2 separate regions of the Cricetulus griseus genome follow, and region 2 is linked to region 1. Evidence: chromatin contacts called from public Hi-C data. All regions are on one chromosome and are shown on one strand. Each heading gives the region's core, a stretch centred on a gene start, on an enhancer-like site or on the middle of the called end of the contact. The rest is flanking DNA. Distances are from core to core; before and after follow the strand shown. Region 1 holds the start of Irf2bp2 (interferon regulatory factor 2-binding protein 2). Region 2 has its middle 81 kb from the start of Irf2bp2.

Region 1 (6,292 bases), core at 2,199-4,698:
AGGGCTGTTAACTGTCAATGTATATACTACAGTAAGCACTCATTACAACAGGGTGTAGGGATACTGACAACAGCAATGGCCGCAGGAACAGGACAGGTAAATGAAAGAAACAAACCAGAACAGAGCAAAACACAAACAAAACAGAAATGAAACAAATCCCGAGGGTTCACCAGGCCTGCAACAGCAACAGTAAAGAGCCCTGAAGTGTTTGGAAAGGCTGAGTGGCGCTGCAGAGCCAGGCTCTGCTGTAAAACGGCAGCAAAGCCATCTTATTTGCACACCACCCCGTACAATTATTTCTATAGCAGGAAACACCAGTGAGGCAACCAAGGAGCATGCAGCATTGAAATCTTACAACTGGTCACATGGGCAGAGTGTACATCGGTCAACTTGCCTTCAAAAAAACAAAAACAAACCCAAAAAACTCCCAAACACACAATCCAGCAAATCTTTCAGCAGCACCTCTATCAGTATTGCAAGAACTGAACCATTAACAAGACAAGATTCAAACCCCATCTCCCCACCTTCCGATAGGGCCTGCTAGGTGGGTCACATCTCCCAGGGGCATGCCCTTCTGACAAAAGTGCCCCTTTTTACTCACTTCCCTCCTTCTCCACCAACTGACCTCCAGTCTGGGAGAGGGGCCAGCAATGAGGAATGACAGACAGTAAGGCAATCTTACAATGTCAGAAAAATGTATTTGGCTTTTTTTTTCTTTTTTAAAATAAGTGCATACAAATACGGCTAGAAGCATTTGTTTGCCAAGTGCTCTTTAAAAAAAAAAAAAAAAGCAGCCAAGTCGCAGCCTACATAGAACAGCAACTGTCACCAGAGAAGTCAAGCACAGACAGCCTAATAACGTTAACAAAAGAAGAAAATGCCTTTTAAAGTACATACCTTTTGTCGTCAAAAAAATATAGAAACACAATGTATTCAAAAAAATCAAAATTATACAGCCATGTTTATGAAGTCTACATTTCCCTTGTCTTGGATATATATATTTATATATATATATATATATATGGAGATTTATATACAGTTCAAGAAGTTTGAGTTAAGGGTAACCGTGGGCTTTTCTGAATGCAGAAAGTCACGAGTCTCTCTCCTTTTTCACTTTCACATCTCCAGCGAGGATGGTAGCAATTTCTCCTTGCATGAAGGCCCAGGGGACATTGGAGCCCACCAGAGGGCACTTCTCCCCGCTTGGACAATAGACCTCTCCGCTAGCGCCCTGCTGTTTAATGCTTTGTCTGGAGCAAGGGAAACAGAACTTGTGCGAAGGGACAGACGGGCACTGCACAAAATGGGTATCCTCCAGCCGCTCGTGGCAGAGGGTGCAGCATAGGGGGGCGCTGGCTGCCAGAGAGGAGTCTGGGAGGCTGGCAGGGTGCACAGGCTCCAGTCCTCCTGTGCTGCCCGTGGCCTGGCCCCCCACCTCTCTGGGGCCAAGCCTTCTTTGGTTCATAGAGGAGGGAGAGGGCGGGCTGCTGCTGTTCCTCCTGGTGGTGGAGTGAACCTGGGTGGCATCTTTCGAAGCATGACTGCCCCCGGCATTGTCTGCTACTAAAATCAGGGCTGCCATGGGGGACTGGCCGTTCTGAGCCGCTTCAGGCGGTGTGGTCCGGTTGGAATGAGGAGAGGCAGTAGGGGGTGGTGGAGACACAAAAGAGGATGTAGGGGTGATGGGGATCTTGAGCCCTTCTGTGGAAGTGGACAGCCAAGGCTGAGCCTCGCCATTGATCTTAGGGGGTCCGACTTCCCCTTCCGGTTCTGGAGAAGGCTTCCTTTTCCTTGCTGTTCTTGCAACTAAACAGAGACGGAATGGAAAAAAAGAAAAATTAACGGAAATGTATCCAAAGAGACATTTCCCATCTCCAAAATACACACCTAGTATACAAGTTCTGCATGCAGCTTCTAACACTTCCTCTAGTAAGGGGCTCTAAGCCTGCACACCACTTCCAAGAGAAGCTAAGTCATGCAAGCCTGCCTGAAAGGTTCCAACCCAGAACTGGCACATGTGACTGCTAACGTCCCAGACAGGTTAAAGGGTGAGTGCTGCCCTCATGCTCCCATCCAAGAATGTGCTGGGAAAGGAAAACGTCGTGTTGCTGCCTATCAGCCCGCTCTGACTCATCCCTGTTGTGCTGGTTCAGCAAAGGAACCACGTTGCTCCTAAGCGCTGTTTCAGCCTTAGGCCGACCAGGAAGTTGGCTGTTTGTTGTTTCTGGGCTAAGTAAAAACCGTGCATGTTAGAGTGGCTTCCCCAGCATACACGAGTGCACGCTGTCTGTCTCTAACGTCCACGCCCTCGATCCCTTCTCCCCTCGCCCCACAGCCGCCCCTACCTGCTTTAGACCCGTTGGCCCCGTTGGCCTCGAAACCCAACAACCTGCCTGCAGTCAGGGCCGGCTCCTTCTTGAACTTGCTCTCGAAGGGCCCCGAGTGGCCGTGCTGGTGCAGCGCCAGTAGCGTGTCGCGCACCGTCTTAGGCCTGCTGGACCAGTCCTGCTCCCCGGGCGCTCGACCCTTGCCTGCACCGTCGGCGCCCAGCTCGCTCGCCCCAGACGCGCCGGATAAGCTGTCGGCTGGGCTCCGGTGCGCGGGCTGTGCCTTCTCCTTGTTCGGCTCACGAGCCTCGTGCTCTGCCGCGCCGGACACCGACGCCGGCCGTTTGTGGGTGCCCAGCTCGGCGGGCTGGGAGCCCAGGCCCGGTGTTCCACTCACCGCGGCCAGTGTGGCCGCAGCACGGCCGCTTAGCCCCAGTGCGGCGGAGCCGTTCACCAGAGGCACCAGGGTGGGCGGCACGGCGTGTGCGCGCCGAGGGTTCGGGCTCTGGCGATTCAGCTCGGGCGGCTCCTCCAGCTTGGAGAAGCCGTTGGGCACCAGGATGCCGTTCGCCGGCGCGGGCTGCGGTGCGGCCGACTGCGGGAGGCCCGCACCGGCACGAGTGCCAAAGTCAGAGGACAGGCGCGGGGCCCGATCCGGCGCCAGCGGGTAGCGCTCCATGGCCTGAGCGCGTGCGGCCTCGGCGCCCGCGTGGCCCAGCTGCGGCGGCGGCTGCAGCAATAGGTCCTTGGCCGACAGTGGCGGTGGCTTGGCGGTCGAGGGTTGAGCGCCGGTCGGGGAGCGGCCCTCGGAGAAGCAGCCGTGAGCACGCTTCAGCTGGCGCGCCGTCTCGATGACGAACTCCACGCGGTCGGCGCCCTCGTAGTTGACGCAGCCGCGGCACACGGGCTCCGTGAAGTCCCAGATCATGGCCCAGGGCATGCGGGGCAGGTCACACAGATAGCACGACTGGCGCCGAGACGCGGCCGCCACCGCCACCGCCGCGGCCATGTCCGCACAGCCTGCCGCGCCACAGGAGGAACCGGGCGAGGAGGGGACGCCGCCGCCCCCCGCGGTCCCCGCGCGCGCGCGCCGGCCGGCCCAAGCCCGCGTCTGCGCGACTAGCGGCGGCGGCGGCCGCAAGCGAGGAGGCGGCGGCGGCGGCAGAGCCCGGGCCGGCGCGGCGCCCGCGCGGCGCCCCCGGGGCACGAGGGGGCGGCGGGCGCGCGGCGGGGCGCGGCTGCAGGTCCCCACGGGCGGCGGGGCGGCGCGGCGTGCGCGGGGGCGGCGGCTCGGCCGGGGCGCGGGCTCGGGCCTCCAGACCGGGGCGAAGACGGGCCGCGAGCGCAGCAGGTCGCGGCGGCGCCGGGCGCGCAGAGCCGCGCGGGGACGGGGGACGCGGGGCAGCCGCCGGGGCAGCTCAGCCCGAGCGGCGGGGCATGCCGCACGCTAAGGCGTGCAGCTCGGTCCTAGGCCCCGGCGCAGCCGCTGCACAGCACCCAGTGCAGCTCAGCTCCTGCGCCGCTGCTGTCGCTGCTGCTACCGCCGCGGCCGCTCCACTTCTACAGACTTGATTCTTCGACAGCTCTGCACGGCGCCTGCGCGGCCCCCTCCCTCCCTGGCGCGCGCGGCCTCGTGTGCCCGCCCTCCCTCCGCGCTCTCGCGCGCGCCGTCCTGGATTCTTCCCTTTCTCGATCGCGTGCGCGCAGGGGCTGGAATACCGCACGAGTTCGCGCGGCCCTGATGCTGCAGGTGTGCAGCTCTCAGCCCTTGGGGTCGTCTGTGTCCCCCACCCCCACCCCCCGCCTACCCCGCTAGGATGCTCCACCCCACGGCCGTGTCCTTTTGATTAAATTGTGCAAACTGTTTTATTTTACACGCAATGTCACTTTGTCACTGCTTGGTTACTGGCAGCCTCCTGAGCAGGGGATTTCGAGCATAGTAAGGTGCACTTTATTAGACTTTTCTGTTAAGAGTCTCACTTGGCCTAAGATGAGCGTGCGCGCGCGCAGTCAACACGCTTAGCCCTGCTTTGGTCGAGGAAGCAACACAGTCGCTGTCCCTTTAAGTTTTACAAACTCCAGACGGCCTGGTGCACTCTGGCAGGCCCGGCCTCCTTTGCGCGTGCACTAAAAAGAGGATGCATAACCCAGGCTCATCAGGGCCCTCGGCGCCGCCGCCCCAGCGTCTTATGTAGGTCCGCGCGGCAAGCGCGTGACGTGGGCAAGGGACGCCGCCACTGCGCAGGCTCCACATAGACGTGCACAGCGCCGCGGGCTCTGAGGCCGAGCCGAGCTAGTGCACATTCCAGGGATGTGGGCTCTGCAGCCCGCCGCGTCACGGCGCAGGTCCCGCCCCCGAACTCTGGCTCGCAGGCCCTGCCCCACTACCTCCACCCCGGCCGAACTTGGAGTGGCCAGCCCCAGGCGCCGGCTACCCCTTGTGCGCCAGAGGCGTGCGGCTGGCGGGTGGATTTGGCTCTCCGTTGTCCCACCCGGCTTATCCCAATGGGCGCAGATGCGCTCGGCCGCTTCGCTTCGCCGCTCCCTTTCACGGTGGGCAGTGCGGGCTGCCCAGAGTGGACTGAACTCCGAGATGTACACTTTGATAGGGAGCAGGAATTGGTGTGTGCTATCTGTGGTTGGTCACTCAGGCTGACCATCTCATTTGGGACCTACACACTCAGTTGGCTGAGTGTAAGAGCTGCTTTTGTGGTGAACAACACAGGCCCACTTCTCTCCCCAAGACTGGAATGAGCTGGTTAAGTGTGGGAAGAACAGGGTACTAATTACATTATCTTTCCTACAACTGGATTGGAAGGTGGAAAGGGAGGAAAAAAATCCTGCTGACGTTTTTCCAGTTGCTGCTATTGAAAATGCCAGGTTGCTTCAAAGAATAGCCACAAGAGGAAACATGCCCCACAGAGAAGCGGCTCAGGGAACTGCTTAGAGCACAAGAATAACCCTGTTGGAGATGGCACAGAAAGCTTAATATCAGTTGCCAAGGGCGTCCACAGGCTAACCTTGAACGTCTCTCTCGGGGCTTTCCGGAGAAGGTACACCTGTGTCAAGGGCCTCCCCATCTCCTCTTCCAGTCATAAGCCTGCCTCTCCCTCTCCAAGTCTGGAATGGGGCCTACCCGGATCCATTCCCAGAAGCAGCTGGTGCCAGCTGGTTTGGGCACCTGCTCCAGGACCTGTCAGTCTGGTCACTCTCTTCCAAGACCCTGTGCCACTCATCTGAGCACGTGATTTTGCCCGTGGAGATAATCGAGTGTAGATGAAGCTGCCCTGACTGCAGAGTCATCTCAGTGCCCTAGGAGGTGACCCACTAGGCAGACACGGAAATGTTAAAACAAAGCAGAGCTCTGCATGAAAGCGTGGCCTGATTATACTGGTTTCACCTGCCAGCGGCCCTCAGTGTCCTCTCCAGGGAAAGCCTACACTACAACCCAAAATAGAATTACTGAGGTACAATGTCTGCCTTGAGAAATGCTAAGTAGAGCTTTACTTCTCCAAAAGACCGGTATTTCCTTTGTATTTCACACCACTGGCTTCATGTCGAAACTCAGCTGTTAGAACTTCCCCCTAGAGATGCCTGCCTGCTGGAAAACGGAAAGGCTATTTCAGACTGGGCTGCCCTCCATAAAAAGGAACCCGGCTCCACGGGGTTAAGGCAAGGCCTGAATCCAGGGCAGCAATTCCTTATACTGTATCAACAGCCTTTCATGCTGCTTGGCCTTTCATGTAACTCTGAAGCAGTTTTTTTTTTTTTTAATCGATGTATGCTAAGTAAACATAGCTTTGTTTCTGTCTTCCACCCACCCGCCTTCCCTCCCGGCGCAGACTGGAGCTGGATCCTGTCCAAAGCGGCTGCTGCTGGAGTTACAGCCTGCCTCCTCCACACACAGGAGCGGGGTTTCTAGGGTGAGGCAATGCGTCTGCAATTCGCACAGACAAGGCAGGAAT
Region 2 (7,175 bases), core at 2,954-5,453, 81 kb after region 1:
GCAAGAAGGAAGAGAGCTGTAAAGCAGACTCATTCCAGGCGATCCATACAGAAAGGCAATTGCATATGGGAAATCACACAGGCTCACTGAGGGCTAGGCAGGCAAGGGCAGAGCCATCACCGATCAATGTTCCCATCTCTATTGAGGACTGAGGCCTCCAGCCTTGAGTATCTGAGTGGCCCAGAGAGGGGCCCAGGGAGGATGTGAGTTGGGGGAAAGGGAACTGCAGAGGTGTTGCTACAGAATGAGCCACAGAGCTCTGTCTTCTCAAGGTGTCTCACGGACACAGGAAACATCTATCCATGGTCACATGGCTCTTCCCAAGGTCAGCCTTGCTGGCCTGAACCCCCCACCGGCCTCAGTCAAGTGCACCAAAGCTTTTCGTGACCCCCCACCTCCACTGTGAGTGATGAAGGCTTCTACTGTTGGGAAGTGATGCCCTGGGGACCATCTGTACAAGGACATCAACCATGTGTCTGGCAGGACTAGGAAGGGAGACAGCTGCACCAGCAGGGACAATGTGACAAAACGGAATCCAGGAACACTCACTGGCTGCCTCAGGAAGAAATTTCCAGAAGGGCTCCTAAACAGGCTCCAAATGGTCTTTGGGAGGACACACCCTTCCCCATCATAATCTAAACCAGGGCCAGATGAGGCAGGCGGGTACAGGGCCCGAAGGGGAAGGGTTGCAGTCTCTCTGCTCTGACCCCATCATCCACCACCCTGAAGTGGATTTCAAGCATGCAGTCAGTCTGTGGGGCCCAGACCTAGGTGTTTCTTGCAGGAAGCTGCCCTCCTCAAAGGAGAGTCAGGGGTTAAGTCTGCAACTGCCAGTGTCTGGCAACAAATAAAAGGAAACCACACTCCCCATGAATGAGGAGGAGGCAGGAGGAAGGTAGTTCTTTCTTTTTCTGTTTTTAAAGCATGAGTAAGATGCTCAATGTGTTTGAGATTATTTGGGGAATTCTTTGAAAAGGTCTCCCGGTCACTAACTGGCAGACCCTGGCTATAGAAACCACAGTCTTCCGACTTCCTTCTTTATTCTAACCCCCAGAGACAGGCAGGTTGGGCATCCTGGAGATGGGGGGGTTCATCTCTGTTTAACCATTAATGATTCATAAAACTCCCAGCCCCGACATGAGAAGCCCTGGGCTTGGCATGTTAGTAAAATATCCTATTTTGAGTATGTTATGAAACAGAGGTTTTGATGTGCTGCCAGGTGCATGGAAGATGCTGGAGTCAAGGCTCTGAGACACTGGGGCTGGCCCAGTGGGTGTTATACAAAGCTGTCCTAGGGACTCAGGTTGGTCACAGGAGCTGGGATACACTGGAGGGGAAAACCAAAGACAATAATACAAAACATGAATCAACCTCCAAGCGCAGTGTGCTCTAAGACCAGCTAGCAAGTCGGTGGGCACAGCTTTAACCTGGGGACCTGTGGGGCCTTGCTCTGGCTGATAGAGGAGGAGCCCTTTGAAAGGCACCTTCACAGGGACCTCAGGAGGGGAAGAGACTCCTTTGCCTGCTGATTGAAATTCATACTCGCCTGCCTTCCTTCCCTGTCTCCCAGGCCTCCTCTGGGCAAAGTGTAATAAAAAGGAGGAAGGTGACCTCCTCCAGTCTCTGACTGGTGGAATGCGTCTCAGGGCCACAGTGCAGCTGATGTCCAGGAATCTGAAATCTGCAGGCTCATTTCTCCATAGTTGGACCCAAAATTCCATAAATGAGGCCACAATCCTCTTCTTGTCTAGATTGCCAGCTTTTATGCAGTTTCTGAAAAGCCTGTATCAGACAGTCAAGTATTATTATTATTTTACATTATCGTGTGTGTGTGTGTGTGTGTGTGTGTGTGTGTGTGTGTGTGTGTGTGTACATGATAGTACAGGACAGAGGCCAACCTCAAATGTCATTCTTCAGGAGCAGTCAGCAGTCAGCAGTCTGCCTTTTTTGTTTGTTTGTTTGTTTGTTTGTTTTTGTTTTTGAGAAAGGATCTCTCCCTGGGACCTGGGACTTCCCTATTAGGCTACCTACCTGGCCAGCATGTCCCAGATATGTGCTTCTTTCTGCCTTCCCAGTGCATACTCCAGCATACCTGACTCTTTTACCTGAGCTCTAGGGTTCAACCTCAGTCTTCATGCTTACTGAGAATGTCTGGCTGAGCTATGTCTCCAGCCATGTATATTTATTTTTGGGTCAGGGTCTCATCATGTGCCTTAAGGGCCTTGAATTCACTACCTAGTCTAGGTTGGCTTCAAAGTCACCACAGTCCTCCTGTCTCAGCCTCCCTTTAAGGATTAGTAATATTACAGATAAGAGCCACCATGCCTAGCTCAGCCAAATGTCTTAAATTTCCCAAAGTCTGGAGTAGGAGTGGGAGGGGAGAAGGACTATGGAATGGATACATCTCACAAGGAATGTACCAAGTGGCAGCTCAGGGGAATGGGGGTAGGGGGTGGGCTTCTTTTCATCTGCCTCCGGCCTCAGGCTCAGTTCCTGCTTCTTGCACTACTAAAGAAAAGGAAAAGACCTTCATTTCTTTTTGGAAGGAAAGACTGGGTTTATGTGGTCTCAGGTGTGCCCCCAATCATGACCAACCTGCCCTTGTGTAACACAGAGCATTATCTAGAATCCTTCTTAGCTGAAGAGGCTGTAAGGGAGGGGGATGGGAGGCCATTTGTTTGTTGATTCAGAACAGGATTTTCTTCTTTAGAAGTCACTAGGCTTGTCAGCCTAGCTACTCAGGAGGCTTAGGCAGAATGTGAGTTCAAAGCCAGCCTGGGCTACAGAATGAGGTGAAAGTCTGTCTAGACAACTTAATGAGACTCTATCTCTAAATAAAAAGCAGGGAGCCTGCTGAAAATATAGCTCAGTGATGAAACACTTCCGAGTGTGTACAAAAGCCCAGGGCACCATCCACCAGCACAAGAGTAACAAATAAACTTCACCAGAATTCAGAAAAGACATTATGACTCTTGAGAGGTGCCAAATGGATGGGGCTAGCCTGGGCTACAGAGTGCCCCCTCTCCCATCTCATAAGAATTAAATTAAATTAATTAGACCACCAATAGAAATTGATGGCCCCTGACAAAGACTTTCCACCAATGTCCACTGTAGCAGTAGATTATGTTGTATCCCTTTAAGAGTGCCATAGGAGCACCTGCCTTCAGACCAAGGGGGAGGCTTGAAGTGAATGTCTGGCCCTGGACAGCTTTCCTCAGCCAGCAATAGGCCTGCTGAGCCCATTTCAACTGAAATGAGATCAATACGACTCATTTTTTCTCCTGCTGGCTCCCGAGTGATTCATGAATCAGAAAACTAGTTCATGAATCAGAGTGGGGCGGGGAGAGGGGGACCATTTGTGCAGTCGGCAAACCTCCATTCCTTTCACGAACCTAGCCGTGAGTTGCATAACACTGCCTGGCACTTGCTAGTTGAAACCAGTCTTTTCGGAAGCTGCTTTTGGCGTTGACTTACTCACCTATTTTCCTTCTGGAAAGGGGAGGAGCACAGTGTGTACTGACTGTGTGTCCAGCGGTCTAGGTGGCATTTCCATAACCAGAAGAAGTATATGTGAGTCTGTGTGTGCATGAGTGTAACAAACAGCCATTGACCAGCCTCAGGGCCCCTTTAAACCTGAACAGGAGCCAAGTTCATCTCTCTATGGAGCTGCTTAAGGAAGCTTGAGATGGGGCGGTTGGAACCCACATCTCTGCAAGGGCTGATTACAGCCTACTAAGGAAAATGAGATTTTTATCTCTCAGGAATTCAGTTATAAAAATAAAATACAGCGTCTGGCTTGATTCAGCTAAATGCACAAGTGCCTGAGTGTTTTTAATTTAGTAGAAAAAAAAAGTCTGGACTAGAGAAATGACCTAAAACACTGCATTTAAAGAAAAAAGGAAGGGAGAAAAGGGGAGGCTACAGGAAGTGCGTGTGTGTGTGTGTGTGTGTGTGTGTGTGTGTGTGAGAGAGAGAGAGAGAGAGAGAGAGAGAGAGAGAGAGAGGAGAGGGAGAGGGAGAGAGAGAGGAGGGAGGGAGAGTAATGGAGGGCTAGGGTGGAGGGGGCGGGGCAGAGAAAAGCCACCCTGCTGGCACTTGAATGCGGAGGGGTGATGTCACTGGAGCAGTTGGAGAGAAGAGGAGAAAAACAACTTGAAGCAGTGCTAATCCCCGTTTGCTGCCCTGAAGGGAATGGACGGTGGCCAAGGCAGGGACTTATGGGAAACCATATAAGGGTGCCAAGCAAGCTTTGCCGCCAACATTAGGAACTGACAGCTTTGTTCTCTGTCACTTGGCTGCCGGCCAGAGGCCTCGTTTCAGCTCCACAGCGTGACTACCCTGGCAGGCTGCCAGCCCTGCGCTCAGAGCTCTGTTCCTCCCAGGGCTTTGCTTTTTTTTCCTTCCTCCGTCCCTTTGCCAAACACGCAGTGGTTACTATGGCAGTGGAAAGGAAAGTTTAAAACACACACACACACACACACACACACACACACACACACAGAGAGAGAGAGAGAGAGAGAGAGAGAGAGAGAGGCACGCCTTTATCCAGATGTGCAGCCTGGAGCAGAGAGAAAGGCAGTTAACCTACCCAGTGGGGCCTGCAGGGAGGAGGAAGACACCTCCTTGCTGTCACAGCGGCTGTCACTGCTGTAGCTGGGGATAAACAGGCCTTGCTGTGCACCTTGTGGGAGGGAGTGGGGCTGGTTCCCAGGCCTTGTTTCTCTTCTCTCCCTCTCTTCCTGAGGCATTGTGGAGTGGGTAACACCAAACGGGAAACTGTTATGCTTTCCGCTGGACATGTGTCTATGGTTCTGAGAAAGCTCCAGGGGGCCAGGCCCGTGGATCATTAAAGAGAGGAGACAGGAAGGCAGTGGTCTGGGTACCCTCTGGACACCAAGGCAAACCTAGTGTCATGGCTGTCACTGCCACCACCCGGAGGGCTGTGCTTATTGCTGTGACACAATCTAATGTCAATCAGGCCTTCTACCCCGGGCAGTTCAGGGTGCACTGGAACTAAGTGGCCTTTGTCAGGGCTATGGGCCCCATAAGAGCCAGTATGTCCTTGTTCCTACACGGAATGGAGCCAGGAGGGACTCTGAAGAGGACATTGCAATGTTCTTAATTAGGCTCATTTGTCACCTGCTTAGAAAGTGAAACATCTTGGGGGGCGGGGGGGGTGTCGGTGACGGGTCATGACCACAGGCAAGGCTCCAGGCCCTCGCTAGCCATGGGTTTCTGAGGCAAAGGTTGCTTAGAAGTAGAGGTCCTCTGCCAGGCTTTCAGACCCTCAGGGTTAAGCAAAGTTCCCAGAAAGGCCTCTTCAAAATCTAGAAAGTGTTGCAACAGGCCTGACTCCTGGCCCTGCAGCTGGTGCCTTGGGAAGTCCAAGACCAAAAAATTGTTGGTCTAAACCTGGGAACCTCCCTGTAAAACACACTGACTCTTACCCTCAGCTGGATCCTGTGGCACCTCGAATGGCCCCCGCTGTCTTTCCAGCTAGGTCTTGGCTTCCTATGCAGGGACTGAAGTAGAGCTGCCAGGAGAGACATGGCCCAAGGTCAGAAGGGAAAAGCAGGCAAGCAGGAGAAGATCCCAGAAGTCCCTGTGCCTGCTCCATGCTGCTTTTATCCCAGGTCTAGGCTTATTAGGAGGCATGACAAGCCAAAAGTGGTTTGTTCACTATGTTCAGCCAAATAGGGTCTAGTAGGGAAGAGGTGTTGATGCACCCCTCTGAAGAGTATTACGAACAGAACAGGTACCACGACTATCCCACACTCCTGGGGACATTCTTGTTCCATCACTACCTCCCCCTGGCCTGCATACCCACTGGCTGTCATTCTTGCTAAGGACCAAAGCCACAGAAGGCCATTATGTCAATACCTACTCTGTACAGCAGTTCCTAATCAAAGGAGACCACAGGCTTGGTCCCCAGAGCATGCCAGAGTCTATCACCACAGGGAGGGTGGTGAAAGCAGCTGGAAGTCAGAAAGAAATACACCTTTGTCTCAACTGGGGCAGACAGGGTAAAGGACAGCTCCCTGCCAAACAGAACAGATGCAAAGATTAGCTTAGTTCTTCAAGAACTGGGGGAGGAGATATGAGGGACGCTCTGGCTCAATAGCAGAGCTGTCAGCTGGTCACCAAACAAAAAGATCCCATAGTGACAACAGGGATAACACCCCCCCCCCCCGGGGCCTACTAGAACAGTGACCCAGAAGAGCCTCTTTGTTTTAGGACTGATGCCAGCTCCAGGCTGGTCCAGGTACATCCCATGTGTATCCTGGGCTGACTCTTTGAGAGAACTACTCTGGTTATTTCTAGAAAGATCACTGAGTCAATCAACATCCCTTATAGCACATTAGAGGCCTTTGCCACAACATGTTTGAGCCCGTGAAAATCTGTGGTCTTTGGAAGCAGTATTTGTGAAACACCAGACATCCCCTCTCTTACACATTAAGACCGATTTCCTGGTAGGTTTGTCAGGTGGACAAATGGGATGATCCTGAGGGATTTGCCTTTTCTGAAGAGTTAAGAGAAGCAAAACCAGGTCTGATCATGTGGAGAGGTCCAGAGACCCATGTAGAGAACAGTGCAAACAGGTGATTTGCCAGGGGTCTGTCATCTTTCCTTCCTCCTTTCTTTTTCTTTCTTTCTTTCTTCCTTCCTTCCTTCCTTCCTTCCTTCCTTCCTTCCTTCCTTTTTTCCTTCCTTCCTTCATTCCTTTCTTCCTTTCTTTTTCCAGACAGAGTTTCTCTGTGTAGCTTTGGAGCCTGTCCTGGAACTCACTCTGTAGACCAGGCTGGCCTCAAACTCACAGAGATCCGCCTTCTTCTTCTTCCTGAGTGCTAGGATTAAAGGCATGTGCCACCACCACCTGGCCTCCTGTCATCTTTTGCTCCTGATTCTGGGATTCTCCTCTCATTAAAAGGCCCAGTTGCTTAACTTGCACGGGAGAAACGATTCCACACAAACGTTATGCCTGTCCTATCAATCTGTGTTCTGGGGTTCTGCCTCTGTTGCTGGTGAGAAATGCTGTGCGATCCCAAGTAGATAGCAATTATAATTCCTGTTATTCTGGACAAGTCAAGGAGATACATCACTGGTCTTATCACAGAGAACTGCCTTTGAGGATCTAAAGGGGACTTTACAGGGATGGCCACTATAACAGAGTGTTT

Evidence for each region. A called contact is a pair of places that touch in the nucleus more often than the background predicts.
Region 2: a contact with region 1 is called in a Hi-C map of the CHO-K1 cell line, with 3 times the contacts expected there. The contact joins the enhancer-like site here to the promoter of Irf2bp2 in region 1. A contact is called at or near these places in 4 of 8 Hi-C or Micro-C datasets (the CHL-YN cell line, the CHO-K1 cell line, fibroblasts and 1 more).

The regions. Positions count from the first base shown.
Region 1 is chr3:203,408,978-203,415,269 of CriGri-PICRH-1.0, forward strand. It overlaps Irf2bp2 (interferon regulatory factor 2-binding protein 2), which reads right to left and starts at 3,449. Exons shown (of 2, transcript XM_027404792.2): 1 at 2,394-3,449; 2 at 1-1,806. The coding sequence starts at 3,336. The coding sequence ends at 1,091.
Region 2 is chr3:203,489,343-203,496,517 of CriGri-PICRH-1.0, forward strand. No RefSeq gene overlaps it. Among named protein-coding and RNA genes, the nearest start is that of Irf2bp2, 81 kb to the left of the region's middle. Within about 2 kb of position 4,204, at least 6 of the 6 cell types and tissues checked have open chromatin away from gene starts, as enhancers often do. A contact at or near this core is called in the CHO-K1 cell line and fibroblasts, where this site is marked.